Linked DNA regions of Mus musculus: region 2 is linked to region 1. The links are chromatin contacts, called in public Hi-C maps. All regions are on one chromosome and are shown on one strand. Each heading gives the region's core, a stretch centred on a gene start, on an enhancer-like site or on the middle of the called end of the contact. The rest is flanking DNA. Distances are from core to core; before and after follow the strand shown. Region 1 has its middle 130 kb from the start of Gm36766. Region 2 has its middle 27 kb from the start of D16Ertd519e.

Region 1 (2,700 bases), core at 8-2,507:
GTTGGTTAAAAATGAAAAAAATATTTTAAGAAATTATGGTCTTTTTAATTCTTGAGCTTCATGTGGTCTGTGAATTGTATCTTGGGTATTCTGAACTTTTGGGCTAATATCCACTTATATGAATGACAGTTCTCTACCCTGACTTTCTTCTGTAAAGAAACTGAAGAGTTGATGAGAATAAAGCAAAGAGATCTGAACTTCCTTCAAAGTATGATGATTAATGATGATGGTGGTGGTGGTGGTGATGCTGCCAGAGAACACAAACTTCACAATTTGCATTTCCTGACATACTTCCTCTGCAACTTTAACTAATATTCTCCCTCAAAAATCCCACTGAACATTCACTGAAATGCAGATAGCACAAGTCAGTCATTTTTTGGAAAACATTTAAAGATGTACAACATCTTACTGGTAGTTTAGCTTGATGAAATTCATACATTGTTTTAGGAGATTCAGAGCTAGAAGATATAAAGGGTGATTTTCTTTCCTTGTCTTTTCCCCGGAATAATATTTCACACCATAAAGTGGAAAATTTGACTGCATTTTTAGTCACACAATTAAGGAGTTTAGTATACTGTCAGCACTGAACTATCATCTTCATGGCCTGCCATTATTATGAAAGGTCAATGGTGGATTAAATGTGTGATGAAATAACGCCGCCGACGGTGACAAAATGTCAGTGATTAGATGCTATACTGAGAAACATCCCTACAATGAGATGTTGTATAACAAGATGACCTTGTAATGAAACAGTCAACAAAATATGGCCAAAACAAATTATTTCAGTCTGTATACACACACACTACACACACACACACACACACTCATACACACACACACACACACACACACTCATACACACACACACACACACACACACACACACACACACTCATACACACATACACACACACACACACACACACACACACACACACACACACACACACACACACACACATGCTCACATACCCTGAGAAGAAACATGGCATGTTGGGTGCCTAGTTGCTTTATGATTTATATTGATAGAAAATCTTATTTTTTTTTAAATTTACATCAGAACCTGCTAGCACATTTAAATGCGGGAAAAGTTTCTCCTCCTTTTCTTTCTGGGACACTGCGGGTAGTCTCTTTCATCTCCCTGCTTCAGACTCTGTGGAATGTGGCAGAGCAGGTGATCCTGGCATCTCTGAGTCAAGAGAGCTAGTTCAATCAGTGCTTTTGCGCTTGCCACCTCTCCCACCTCCTTCCCAGTTGGAACAGTGAGCTCTCTCTGAAAGCTTCTGCAAATGATGACAAGGAGGAGAGAGTTCTCAGGGAGAGCAGCTGAGCTTTAATGCCAGGAAAACTGTTCCAAATGTAAAACACATTTTGAAAATCTAAATGGGTGCCCCTGAAACCACATCAAGAGAACCTTTAATGATCCTCAGAACCAGCCTTTTTTTTTTTTTTTTGCTCCCAGTCAGTAGGAAGATTGTTTCAAATCTGTTTGTGCCCGAAGCACTTTTGATTGTGACAGTCTTCTCATTCATGGGCTAAACATGGCGTCCCACTGGAAGTGCCATCTAGGCTCACAGCAATACAATATGATATGAAAGTATAAACAGAAGCCGGCACTGCTTTTTCTCCTCGGAGATAACAAGTGCGACTAGATTTTTCAGACCTCCTATTATGCCATAAAAATAAAAAAGGAAAGTAAGACCTGCTCTTTGTCAGTTGCCTGCTTCATGAGAATGGAATGTACCCCGTCAAAATGGGGCCTCAATTCTGGCACCTAACACTTATTCATTTTTCTTTCACAAGACAAATAGCTGTGAGCATCATTCTGAACTTCTGTCTGATTTTAATGATGTCTAATCATAATTGATTAAGCAATCAGTAGGTTTTTTTCCCTTATGATGTGTTTTTATTCTTAATCACGTGTATGTCTCTGTGTCTGTGTGTGGGTTTGTGCACTTGAGCATGGGTCTTGACCTTCTAGGGGCTAGAAGAGAGAACTGGATCCCTGGAACCGAAATTGTGGGCAGTTTCCAGCAGACCAACTTGGATACTGGGAAGTGAACTCAGGTTGTCTGCAAGATGGCCTTCTTAGCTCTGAGCTATTGCTCCCATGGACTGTTCCATAATCTGACTTAGTTTTTCTTTTTTAAGTCTGTGCCCCCAAATAAGGGCTTAGCTGTACCTAATGATCAAGATTCCTAGCGTACACATTAGTATCTCAGATGCTTGTAGCACTGTTCCTTGTAGTAATGGGCTGACGAGATAAAATAACCCTAGTTTTCTGTATAGATGGATATACTCTACCCTCATTATAGAACTATTTTCAAAAGCCAAGGATACTGAAAGTTATAACAGTAATGTCAGCCCTCATGATTAAATCATGAGGCACATGAGTTTTCCGTTTAAATTTGATGTTCTCATGATCTCAATATTTTTCATGCAAATCTTGTTATTTCTGCATCCTTTCACACTCCAGCTTAAATTGCTTGTCAATCGCCTCGCTTTTCTTGAGTGTAGCACTTCTGAGCTTCTCCAATACGATTTTATACATCTATTTATATCTCCTTCTTTGGTATATTTCCCCTTAAAGAAGACACTGGTACAGCATTCCAAATCGCATTTAATGAAGTCTTTTGAATTGGGAACAGTGACTTTGGAGGCCAAAGGAGATGAGGCAAGAGGATTGGTTTGGCTAGCTAG
Region 2 (2,700 bases), core at 144-2,643, 550 kb before region 1:
AGAAAGAACAAACGAGATATAAAACAAAAAACAAAAATGCCCTAGGGTTGTTCTGAACTCCAGCGGCTCAGCATAGGTGAAGGGAGGCTTCATCAGCACAGTGGGAAGTTTGCAGGCACACAGGTCTATGCCCTAGAAAATGCCTCTGAAGTCTATTGCTAATCAGACTAAACAAAGCATTTTAAAGAGCAGATGAAGTTTAAGAAAAAAAAAAAGTGGCATGTTCTGTGTGAAGAATATTACGTCACCTCACCTGCTCTTGAATCGGTATGCTGGCACCATGTAACTGTCTGGAGATTTCTCTCCCGGCAAAGAAAGACTGGAATTATTTATGTTTTCATTGTGTCACATTACACGAAGCTACAACGCATAATAATTGGAAAAAAGAAGCCTCAGGTGACACAGATGGTAGTACCAATTGTTTAAGGGGGGAAAAAAATCCCGATCACAAGCTTTGCATTAAAACTACTCTGACAAATGAAATCATCATAGAGGGGAAAAACAGAACTGAGATTGAATAACAATTCCGGGTTCCTGTCACCTTCCTCCATATCGAGATTCATCTCTGCCATTAAAGTCGCTTCAGAGTAAAATAAGGACAGTGTTTCCTGTTTCACAGGATAGAGATTAAACACTGCAAGAGAAGAAAGGAGAAGCCCCTGAACATTTCGGAGGGATCTAATTTGGAAAATGAAGATACACGTGTTTGCTGCCTCTAAGTACCCTTCTGTACCCGTCATACATGACCTGTCTCTGTGTTCTATCTCTCTGCTGTGTGGGAATAGCAGCCACAAGTTAATAGAGGATCAGAAGAAAGAGGGTGGTTACTTTAAAGGTTTTTTTTTTTTCCATTTTCTCAAGGCCACCATGGAGGTGTCAGCTTATATAAAAATAGCAGATACATAGAGCATTTAAACAACCTTTTCTGAAATGTTTATGGCTCTGATCTCATGTTGAGGGTGTCATTTGTATAACCTTAATATTTAAGATGTCGCTGCTGCTCTTTCCTTCTTGCCCTTTATATTGAACAATGACACAGTTGACAAGGGGAGCATCAAATACAGCTGCCAAGTGTGACGCGTAACCCAGAGGCTTTGCAAACTCAGGGTCCGTGGGATGCTCACCCTGCTGCTCGGAGCTGCAGACATCCTGGGCAGTACCAGTCCCTGGGCTTGGCAATGTCCTTCCACACCTAAAGCAGCCTCTATTATATGATTTTTTTTTCCCTGTCTCTTGGCTTCCAGAGAGCTAAGCCAAAGATTTCTCTTTGTGAGTCTTTTGAGGTTTTGTTGCCTGCCGCTCCCAGTCTGCCCCGTCTCTCATTCTATCATAAGCTGCCTGGCCCTCTTCCTGTCTTCTCTCCTCTGTGCGTGACTTGCCTTAAGAGATTCACTTACAGTTGCAAGCTTCCTCTGCTGGTTGGCAGGCTGAGCCGTAGGATTTCATTTTTAGTGAGTGTTATGGTTCTTGATGTCCCCTTTGATATAAATAGAGCTCTGAAAATTTTCAGCCAAAAAAAGGGGGGGAGGGGAGGGGGAGGAAAGCATTCCATATAAAGCCTGTGAGGACCAGGAGAAAGCTCAAAGGAGATGAATGAACTAATCCTGCCAAAGGAAGTCTTCCCCAAGTGGACCCGGAGTGAAAAGTTGGCATCAGTGACCTGCTCTATTGCCTCATTTTTCATGACTTTGAAGGGAGGTCCTGGGAAAGGGGACCACATTTAATCACCTTTCAAATCTTTACAAACTATTTTAGGGCATGAAGAAGGGCTCAGTGAGTAAGCACATTTGCTCCATTAGGCCTGATGTCCTGAGTCTGATCCCTTGATACTCACGGTGGAAAGAGAGAATCAATTTCCAAAATAATGTTCTCTGTCCTTCATGGGTATGTCATGGCATAGACGCCTGTCCCCGTGCGCACGCCCGCGCGCGCACACACACACACACACACACTTTAAAAAAATAAAATTACAGAGTCTCTTTTGTCAGTTATTACTATTATCAATTAGTTTTTAAAAAGCACACAAGCGCTTGCGCTCTTATCTATCTATCTATCTATCTATCTATCTATCTATCTATCTATATCATGTGTTGGGTTGTTCACAACCAACTTTAGTTTCAGTTCCAGGGGTCTCTTAATCAGGGCTATATAAGCATATGCACTTGTGTACATATATACAGACACAGACACATTGCGTGCAAACACACACACATAAACATAATTAAAAATAAATTAAAAATGTTTAAAAGTTAAAAGACGTACAACAGCAGTACATACAGTATTTTTTCTATTACTTAATTTTATGTCTATTTTACATAGGCAACTTTTACTCCCACTTCTTCAGGGATCGCCCATAAGAGTGTAAGTGTCCATTGCAGTACGCAGTAGGGAATATTTCATTTCTGCTCCAGAAAGAGCCATCCATCAATAACTTCTGGTGCTCATCCAGGTCTCATATCCCACGTTACTGTGTATGCAGAATGTCTTCTGAAAGTTGTAAAGATCTCTATAATCTTTTGAGCTAGAACAGCTTCCCCGGAGGCCGAATTTATATTCTAACAGCATATTCTCCATTTTTTTTCATCTCCCCAAGACACCCTCAGGAAAAGATTACCTTTCAGACTCACCTATAATCTATTCATACCTTAGCACTATTAGGAGTGAGAAATGTCTCTAACCCATGTTATGTGTCACACATAC

What was found. A called contact is a pair of places that touch in the nucleus more often than the background predicts.
Region 2: a contact with region 1 is called in a Hi-C map of cortical neurons, with 2.1 times the contacts expected there. The contact joins two enhancer-like sites. A contact is called at or near these places in 2 of 484 Hi-C or Micro-C datasets (cerebral cortex and cortical neurons).

The regions. Positions count from the first base shown.
Region 1 is chr16:70,091,973-70,094,672 of GRCm38.p6, reverse strand. No RefSeq gene overlaps it. Among named protein-coding and RNA genes, the nearest start is that of Gm36766, 130 kb to the left of the region's middle. Within about 2 kb of position 1,257, at least 21 of the 459 cell types and tissues checked have an H3K27ac peak or open chromatin away from gene starts, as enhancers often do. A contact at or near this core is called in cortical neurons, where this site is marked.
Region 2 is chr16:70,642,499-70,645,198 of GRCm38.p6, reverse strand. No RefSeq gene overlaps it. Among named protein-coding and RNA genes, the nearest start is that of D16Ertd519e, 27 kb to the right of the region's middle. Within about 2 kb of position 1,393, at least 8 of the 459 cell types and tissues checked have an H3K27ac peak or open chromatin away from gene starts, as enhancers often do. A contact at or near this core is called in cortical neurons, where this site is marked.